2 separate regions of the Callithrix jacchus genome follow, and region 1 is linked to region 2. The links are chromatin contacts, called in public Hi-C maps. All regions are on one chromosome and are shown on one strand. The core of a region is the stretch at or near the end of the contact, and the rest is flanking DNA. Distances in the headings are between cores, read along the strand shown.

Evidence for each region. A called contact is a pair of places that touch in the nucleus more often than the background predicts.
Region 1: a contact with region 2 is called in a Hi-C map of skeletal muscle, with 2.8 times the contacts expected there. The contact joins two enhancer-like sites. A contact is called at or near these places in 2 of 3 Hi-C or Micro-C datasets (induced pluripotent stem cells and skeletal muscle).

Annotation. Positions count from the first base shown.
Region 1 is chr19:50,606,807-50,611,931 of calJac240_pri, forward strand. No RefSeq gene overlaps it. Among named protein-coding and RNA genes, the nearest start is that of IRF2BP2, 13 kb to the right of the region's middle. Within about 2 kb of position 1,860, at least 3 of the 16 cell types and tissues checked have an H3K27ac peak or open chromatin away from gene starts, as enhancers often do. A contact at or near this core is called in skeletal muscle, where this site is marked.
Region 2 is chr19:50,152,293-50,157,186 of calJac240_pri, forward strand. No RefSeq gene overlaps it. Among named protein-coding and RNA genes, the nearest start is that of TOMM20, 51 kb to the left of the region's middle. Within about 2 kb of position 2,074, at least 12 of the 16 cell types and tissues checked have an H3K27ac peak or open chromatin away from gene starts, as enhancers often do. A contact at or near this core is called in skeletal muscle, where this site is marked.

The DNA.
Region 1 (5,125 bases), core at 610-3,109, 450 kb after region 2:
AATTAAAATCAAACATTTTCATGAACCCCTAAAAGTATCATGGTCCCTACTACATGTAACAGAGAAGTTAGCCCTGATCATTACAAGATCGCGTGATAGTTGGAACAATCCAATGTGTAATAATTAAAAATTATGTATCATTGATTTCAGAAAGAGAGAGTGTGTGTATGTGTGTTCATGTAAAGGGAAATCTGCTTTTTTAAAAAATGTTATAAGCTAATATTTTAATTGTCCTTGATTTTCACAGGTCAAACCTTTCTTCAGCTGAAGTGGTCCTGAGCTGAGATGTTCTGTCAAGGGGATTCGGGGCAAAATCAAACCAGCAGTTATCATACCTCACTGTCTTTAAGAGATTAATTTTATTTTTATGTATTTTTTATTTTCTTAGAGAGAGCATCTTGTTCTGTTGCCCAGGATAGAGTGCAGAGGTGCCATCATAGTTCACTGCAGCCTCAAACTCCTGGGCTCAGGTGATCCTCCTACCTTGGCCTCCTGAGAAGCTGGGACTACAGGCATGTGCCACCACATCCAAGACATTAATTTTATTTTAAAAATGCATATTAAAATGTTAGGTTCTGCCCCTCAGAGAATATGATTCCCTTGTTAACCTGCATCTTATACACCTCAAGAGGAGTTATTTTTAGGATAACAAACAGTATGTAGTTCTGATGCATGGTGGGACCTAATTTTTGTTTCCTGTATAAAGTGAAATTTAGACCTTAAAAAACATACCTCCATCCCCAAATTGGAAACTTGAAACAGGTTAATTTAATTATAAAGAATTTCAGTCTGTATGTGGTGGCTCATGCCTGTAATCCCAGAACTTTGGAAGGCTGAGGTGGGTAGATCTCTTGACTCCAGGAGTTCGAGACCAGCCTGGGCAACATGACAAACTCCTGTCTTTACAAAACATACAAAAAGTCAGCTAGGTGCATTGGTGCACACCTCTAGTCCCAGCTTCTCAGGGAGGCTGAGGTAGGAGGATCACCTTAGCCTGGGAGGTCAAAGCTGCAGGGAGCCATGATTGCACCACTGCATTCTAGCCTGGGCCACAGAGTGGGATCTTGTCTCAAAAAATACATATAAATAAAATAAAATTAATTTTAAGGCTCAAAAGGAGGAATAAGACGAACTGTAAGTCAGAAGACGTTTAAGGGTTTGCTTATCATAGCAGAGCTTCCAGGCAGAGCAGCAAGGGCTCAAATATCAAGAAAATGATACAAAGGGAGAGAGTTAAGGAACTACTTCAATAACGCAGTTCAAGTCAGTCCACAGGCATTTACTGAGCATCTACTACGTGCCAAGTACTGACACTTCTAATGTGGAGTAGGGGTGTGGAGCTGTGGGGAGGCAGAGAACAAAGACATCAAATAAATACATAGGGAAAGAAGTTCAGTAGGTACGGGATATTTCTTTAAGAGTCAAAGTGGGGAAAAGATGCCAAGGAGTGATATCTAAAGTGGCAGATGACTCAGAAGGGATTGGAGCACTAAGAGCCTCTTGGCGATGGTCACACGGAAGTCGCTGGCAGTTCTGATGATAGCTACTTCCATGGAGTGGTGGATGTGGAGGACTGCTAGGCAGCAGAGGTCATTCCTAAGGATCCTGAAGTCCGGCCATGAGCAGCAGCAGAACTGGTTGGTTTTAGAAGCGCCTGCTTTAGCATAGTCTGGAACGAACCTAACATGAAAGCCAATGTGAATCGAGGGCTTGCCATGAACCATGCACTGTTCAAGGCATCTTGCACATCATTTAATCCTCCCATCAACCTCTGCAGTGAGTACTATTTTTAGACCCATTTTTCGCAGATAGGGAAATTGAGACACAGAAGGGTTAGGTCACTTGCTTAGGATCACTGAAGAAGGTGGTAGAGCTGGAATAAGAACTCAGGCTCTCTGACTCTAAGCCCTGCGCTTTATCTGCTGGCTGATACTGATACCGAGTGGTCTCTGGACATATTCGTAAATCTCATACTGGCTTGGCAGTGGGCTTTGTTGTTGCTGTTGTTGTATCAATTTACAGAGGCAAGGGAAGCACAGAAGTGGTGTGTTGACATAGCAGGCAGCAACAGAAGCAGCGCTGGCACCCGCCACACAGCCTGAGTTACTTTCCCACAGCTTAAACCTCAAGTAACTGCAGAGCAGGGGGATTTGAAGCTCTGAGCATTGTGTGAAACAGAGCCAGGAAGTGCAAAAGAAGTCGGCTGAGGTCCCCAGAAAGGGGAAGTGGGGACACCATTCAAAAGAACAAACATCTGGCCAGTCTCTGGCCCAGATCTATCTCAACATCCCTGGAACCCCCTAAAGAGAAAAGTTTTTCTTAAGAAGAGGTGACTTTGTTTTCTGTCTCTGAACATTTAGAAAATGCCGAGTTTCAAAGCCTTTCCTCATTAGGGCCAGGCAGTCTTAGATTCACAGCACTGGCTGTGGCTCACAGGTGCAAAGTGTGTGCTGAACAAAAAACATTTGCGTACCCAAGAGGAAAAACACGATCCAGGAATAGAGGACTGTAATTTGCTTTTTTAAAAAAATCGAAAGGTAATGACATTTCTTTATCAGCACGGAGTGTGTGCAACTGACCTATAGGCCCTTCTCTGTCTGTTAATGAAAATGCATACCTTGGAAATGTGTGTGCGTGGACAAAGGAAAAACTGGAGTGATAATTGTCATAATGATTGGGTAATAAAGGTAGGCCCTGATTTTTGTGACTATAGTAATTGCTGCTTCTACTGTCACTACAGCGTAAGTAAAATAGTGGTGAAACATCCGTCAGAGGAGCTGAAAGGGAGGTAGTATTGTCTGTCGAAGAAGTACAGTGGTGTCGGCAGTGACTGCATTCCAGGTGCCACCGCTGAGGCATCTATGAAAAGAGGTCCGCGTGCTCGCCTCTCCAGAACAACCTGCCTGGACCTTTAAAAGTCTACGTTGGGGCCGGGCGCGGTGGCTCACGCCTGTAATCCCAGCACTTTGGGAGGCTGAGGCGGGTGAATCACGAGGTCAAGAGATCGAGACCATCCTGGTCAACATGGTGAAACCCCGTCTCTACTAAAAATACAAAAAATTAGCTGGGCATGGTGGTGCGTGCCTGTAATCCCAGTTACTCAGGAGGCTGAGGCAGGAGAATTGCCTGAACCCAGGAGGCGGAGGTTGCGGTGAGCCGAGATCGCGCCATTGCACTCCAGCCTGGGTAACAAGAGCGAAACTCCGTCTCAAAAAAAAAAAAAGTCTACGTTGATTACATTTTTTAAAACTCCAACATGGAGGTCGGGGTACCAATCGCCATGAATTCAAAAATCTGAGTTTAACTTTTGACTCCCCAAAAACTTAATTACTAATAGTCTACCTGTTGACCAGTAGTCTTACAAGTAACATAAACAGTCCATGAATGCATTTTTTGTATGTGCCTTATTATATACTGTATTCTTACGGAAGAAGTAACCTAGAGAAAAGAAAATGTTATTAAGAAAATTTTAAGGAAGAGGGACTGGGCGTGGTGGCTCACACCTGTACTCCCAGCACTTTGGGAGGCCGAGGAGGGCAGATGACTTGAGGTCAGGAGTTTGAGAGCAGCCTGGCCAACATGGTGAAACCCCGTCTCTACTAAATATACAAAAATTATCCAGGCATGGTGGTGGGTGCCTGGCTAATTCCAAGTAGTCCCAGCCATTCGGGAGGCTGAGGCAGGAGAATTGCTTGAACCTGGGAGGTGGAGGTTGTTGCAGTGAGCTGAGACTGTGCCTGGGCAACAGAGTGAGACTGTCTCAAAAAAAAAAGAAAGAAAGAAAGAATAAAATATATTTGCTATTGATTAAGTGGAAGTGGGTCATGATAAAGGTCTTCATTCTCTTTGTCTTCATGTTGAGAAGGCTGAGGAGGAGGAGGAAGAGGAGAGGTTGGTCTTGCTGTCTTGGGGGTGGCAGAGGTGGGAGAAAATCAATTTATATGTGTACCTGTGGCATTCAAATCTGTGCTGTTCAAAGGTCAACTGTACTTTTCTTTAATCCTGTGGTAAATTATAGACTTTATAAAGGGTCCTTTTGTAATTGTGAATAATCACCTCTTAATTGATTTCTTTTAAGGAATACATCCTTCCATGCAGAACGTTCTTAAAGCTAGTTATACCTGTTCTCAGTAACAGATACAAATGGTCACTGCAATAAAAGATGATTATAATGAAGAGTTAACATGAAAAAATAAAATATTCCTTTCCATTACTTTGGAAATGACATTGGGCAGGGAAGGACTGATATAAAACCTCAACACTGTGCATTTTTTCTGTACCTATCACCTCCAAATGGTTCTGTAGTCTGCATGCAACTCAGACTGTCAGTCTTCCTCCTTGAGCGCCGTCTGTCACTGTGTGGCTCAAGAATGCTCTGAGTGAATGTGTGGTTGAGAATGGAATTTACCACAGTCATTTTCCCTCCCAACGCATCTATTATTAAAAAAAAAAACAAAACTGTCTACAGTGATTTACAAACTTTGTTTTCCTTCAGGACAACACAGCAAGCTACCATCTCACATGCTCCAAGAAGAGTCAACTCTTCCCCCAACTTCCCCCACTTTAAGGAGGTGGTGGGGCGGGGGGTGGGTGGAGGCATGAAATCCTGGCCTTAGTCATAGGATACGGTGTGATACTGTTCTTCTGTATGTACCGTCCCGTGGGGTGCCTGAGGATGCAGCGCTGGCTGTGGTCCAGGTAAATTGGAGGCAATCCTAGAAGTAAGAACATCCATCATGCTTAGTAAGATCTTAGGTTGTAATGGCTTCCTTGAGCCTTCAGACATTTTTTTAGAAAGCTCCCGGTCATCAAGCACTCTTTCTGCCTCTGCTGCCATATGTTTTTCCAGCTGGACTTTCACCAGTCTTCGACTCTCTAGAAAGTTCTTACTCATTCAGCCCAAGGGTATGTCGTGTGCTTTTCTGAGGAGTGCTGAAACTTTCAGCAGGCGTCCTGGCCGCATGGAAAATCAAGCTAGCTAAGCTTGTGGATGAAGGTCTCCAGTTCTGAGTCTGTGCCTTGAGATGCTGTTGCCTTCCTTATTCAATTTAAATTTGGAGAAATTTAAATAAACATACATAAATGCGTGAAGCTGTATATGAAAAAAGTCCTTATTAGTATGCAT
Region 2 (4,894 bases), core at 824-3,323:
GCCTCAGCCTCCCAGGTAGCTGGGATTATAGGTGCCTGCCACCACACCTGGATTTTATTTATTTATTTGTTTGTTTGTTTTTACTGTTTTTAGTAGAGATGGGGTTTCGCCACGTTGGCCAGGCTGGTCTCAAACTGCTGACCTCAAGTGATCCACCTTCCCTTGCCTCCCAAAGTGTTGGGATTACAGGTGTGAGCCACCCCGCCTGGCCTTTTTCTTTTCTTTTTTTTTTTTTTTGAGATGGACACTGTTGTTACCCAGGCTGGAGTGCAATCGCACGATCTCACCTCACCACAACCTCCGCCTCCTAGGTTCAAGCAATTCTCCTGCCTCAGCCTCCCGAGTAGCTGGGACTACAGGCATGCACCACCATGCCCAGTTAATTTTTTTTTGTATTTTTAATAGAGACGGGGTTTTACCTTATTGACCAGGATGGTCTTGATCTCTTGACCTCGTGATCTACCCGCCTCGGCCTCCCAAAGTGCTGGGATTATAGGCGTGAGCCACCGTGCCTGGCCTTTTTTTGTTTTTTTTTTTGAGATGGAGTTTTGTTCTGTTGCCCAAGCTGGAGTACAGTGGCCCGATCTCAGCTCACTGCAACCTCTGCCTCCTGGGTTCAAGCAATTCTCTCCCTCATCCTCCTGAGTAGCTGAGATTGCAGGCACCAGCTACCACTCTTGGCTTTTTTTTTTTTTTTTTTTTTTTGTAGAGATGGGGTTTTGCCATGTTGGCTAGGCTGGTTTAGAACTCCTGACCTCAAGTGATCCACCTGCCTCCACCTCCCCAAATGCTGGGATTACAGGTATGAGCCACCACACCTGGCTTTTCTCCTTCTTTCTTTCTTTCTTTCTTTCTTTCTTTCTTTCCTTCCTTCCTTCCTTCCTTCCTTCTTTTCTTTTCTTTTCTTTTCTTTTCTTTTCTTTTCTTTTCTTTTCTTTTCTTTTCTTTCTTCTCTTCAGTAAATACATACTTCAGAGCTACTGTGCTCAGGGCGCTGTGCCCAGTGCTGGGTACCTTGGTGAACAAGACAAGTCCCTGTCTTCATGGACTTTTCATTCTTATGGAGAGTGACCGACACAGGCCAACTCACCCTGCAAATGACTTTTGCTTACATTGATCACTGCAGCCACAAAGGAATGGTCAGATTGCTAAGTCAGCAGGGAGGCTGACTTAGCCTGTGGGAATGGGTAGAGGGCCCCTGGGATTGCTGCCTCACCTCTCTGGGCCTTACCTGTGAAATAGACGTGCCACCATTTGCTTCATAGGGTGACCATGAGTAACAGGTAAAAGAATGCCTGAGCAAAAGCACTTAGGCTCATGTTGGCTGCCCTCCTAATTCTTTCCTCATAAAATCTTTAGTGACCAGTCTCCCAGATCTACTTTTTCTCTTCTCTTTTGGATAACGTGATCTCATAATTCAACCTTGCCTGGACAAACAGAAAAACCCATTCTGAATTCCAAACTGGCTTTAGAAAACATTTTCTTGGAGGGTGGTAGGAAGCGGGATGGGGTTTTGGGAAGGGACACTCTCCCGGGTCCTTGGTCGCTGTCTTGTTGCCAATGCCAGTTCCCCTGCAGATGGCTTGCGAAGGGCGTGCGTGGGGGGGACACACTCTGGTCCTCATGCCCCGGGTGCTGCCCACCTGAGACTGCCTATCCTCTGGCCACAGCTTCCCAATACTCTGTCTATGGGGAAGGATTTTGAAGACTCAGGAAATGAACTCATTTAAAAAAATGTCCTCCCCCTACTTTTCCAAAACAGAGCAGCCTTCCTGGAAGGAAGCAAACAAGTGTGACTGTTTGAAAAATGATTGGAAAACCCGCTCTGAAGAGTGTGAGTGTGCATGGTCTCCTGGGCGGGTGTGTCACCCTGGTTGGGCTGTTCCCTTGCTCCCGGTGTCTGTGTGAAGAGGAGGCAGGGCTGCCCACGCAGTCTTATCAGAGGAGGCAGCTGATGTCGGAGTGGGGCCTGGGGACTGGCTCCCCTCAAACAACTGCGGGCCCCTCGCCCTTGCGGACCTCAAACACGCACACAGACACGGATGTGAGTCCACATGTGTGTGTGAGGCCGAGTCCAGCTGAAATTAGTACCATGACCTAATCGCCGCCAAAGCGCGGACGACTTCTGCTCTGCGTGTGGGTGACTATTTTGGGTTTCTAGGTGTTCACATGTGATTTGTGGCATTCGCAGTGTTGTTATTAATAAACCGTTGGCTGTGTGGAGGCTGAGGATGAAGCCTTTTCATTTCAGCCATCTGGTCAGAATGCTTCTCCTTTGATGAGGGAAAAACCTTTGCTGTGTTTCAACTGGAACGCTGCCTCCCAATTAAGGTGACAGCACATCTCTGAGTCGCCCTGTCTTTGCAGGAAGAGCCAGCCCAGGCTCTAAATGCCAGCTCTGTCCGGGAGGGAGATGCCTTTCCTATTGACTGTGCTTTGGTATGCAGTTCAGGCTCTGGCTTGAAGGGACGCTGGGCCAGGAAAGCCAGCATGCACTGTTTACAGGGTGGGCTGGCTTGGCACTCAGGGTTTCCATTGTCAGCGGTGACAGCGCTGCTCCAGACGCCCTCAGGAGACGTTCCTCGGCTTTCATAACAACGAAGGACTTTTTTTTTCTGACTCATCTTTAGAAGATTTCCCCCCCTTTCATTTGAAAGTAAATATAATTAGTAACAGGCAGACATACTGTATATAGCCAGCCTTGCCTGTGCTCGAGAGTTATAATTAAACATGCATGCTGTCTGCTGCTCACTGTCTGCTAAAGGCCTGGCTGAAATCACCTGTAGGGAGAGGGGTTTATCTTGAAGCAGCAGCCTGGGGTGGATGTTGCAGAGAGAGAGGAGAGACTGGTCCTGCCTTTGAGTCCAATGTCCAGTCCGAAGCTAAGATTGAGCTATTGACCAAAGGGCAGGTGTGCCTGTCGGCCCCCGGCCTGCCTTCACCTTGGTCCTCCTCCATTCTCAACCTTGGGCAGCCCTGGGCGACCCTGCAGGGTGAGGGCGGGAGTTGGCCCCTCTTGGGGACAGAGCGGTGGTGGCCAAGTATGGTTGTCATAGTAACAAGGCAGCTGCTGCCACTGCTCTTGGCTTAGGGGGCACCTGCCTGCCTGCAGGTTATGATCTGCCCTCCCCGGGCTGAGATGCCAAGACCACTTGCCTTTGTTCCCAGCTCCCTGCCTAGGATACTGGCAGCTAGACCTCAGCCCTGCCCTGCATGGCAGGAGCTCAGGTAGGTTATCCCAGGTGACCCTCGACTCTCCTTCCTGGTGAAGGGCAGGCTGGATGTTTGCAGGCCACCCAGGCCCATAGAGAGCACAGATTCTGCCTAAACCAGTGGCTCAGGCAGCGCTAGGAATGTGCACAGCATGTGGGCAGATTGTGAGATCACTACACAGCCACTGGGCTTGGTGACACAGGCTCGGAGACACGGGAGAAGCCACTGTGCCTCCTGCCCCTCTGGTGGGTGCGGCACTCCCCGGATGACTAGTTGGCGCAGCCCTTCCTTGGCCTGGATGGAAGGCAGCAGGCGTCATCTGAGCCACAGGCACCTTTCCCCAAGTTGCTCAAAGTGTTTTCCAAGCAAACAGTGGTTTCATAACACCCGTGAGAAGTAGGTGGGGTGACAAAGCATTCTTTGTCCCTGTCTTGCAGATGGGGAAATTGAAAAGCCTGCTGGTCCTGGTGTGAGGCCAAGAGAGGGAGAAGGTTCTCTCCTGCCCGGGGCTCTGGGCATGGAGCGCCGGGGCCATCTCATGCCCTGTCACCAACTCCTGTGGAAAGTGGGGCAGCCCCAGCAGAGAAGGAGGCCAGAAGTGGGAGAGGCCCAGGGCTTCTCGCTGATCACTGGAGGCCACAGATGCCATGGCAGGAGCTTGTCCGTGGGTTCCGCTGTCCGAGGTGTTGAAACTGGCCATTGGCAACTCAGGAGATATTGGCGCTCTCTCCTACTCAGCTTGCTTGAAGTTGCTGGAGTCTTGGAGGGGGCCTGTTCTGGCCCAGGAATTGTTCTGTTCCGTGGTACCTGCAGGGGATGTGGTCCTGACTTTATGGTGCTCGTGGGAGACAGTCACACATAAAATTAAGGAGCAATCATTTCAGAGAGTGACATGCCATAAGGACAATAAAAATGCATAATGGGACAGAGATTGGCTGGAGGGGAGGGTGAGAGGAGGAACAACTTTTTAATTTCATTTAATTTCATTTTATTTTTGAGATGGAGTCTTGCTCTGTCGCCCAGGCTGTGGTACCATCTCGGCTCACTGCAAACTGTGCCTCCTGGGTTCAGCAATTCTCCTGCCTCAACCTCCTGAGTAGCTGGGATTACAGGCACGCGCCACCACACCTGGCTAATTTTTGTATTTTTAGTAGTGACGGGGTTTCACCTATTGGTCAGGCTGATCTCAAACTCCTGACTTCAGGTGATCCACCCACCTCAGCCTCTCAAAGTGCTGGGATTATAGGCGTGAGCCACTGGCCTGGCTAATTTTTAAAAATGTTTTTATAGAAATGTGATTTTGCCATGTTGCCCAAGCTGGTCTTGAACTCCTGGGCTCAAAGGATCCTCTCACCTGAGATTCCCCAAAGTGCTGGGATTACAGACATGAACCACTCTGCCTGGCTGAGCAACAGGTTTAGATAGTGGATCAGAGAAGGCATCCGCACAAGCCATTCCCCAAAGGACAGAAGGAGCCAGATCAGGGGACCGGCATTCAGGGGAGGAAACAAGTGGGACAAAAGCCCGGAGAGGGGAATGAGGGTGGCGTGTCCAAAGCTTGGATGCTGGAGAGAGAGGATGTGAGGGCGGTGAGCAGGGCTGTGGTCCTGTAGGGAGGACCTTGTTGGTGGTGGGGCCATGTGTAATTCTGGATGTCAGGAGAGGTGATATATAATTCAGG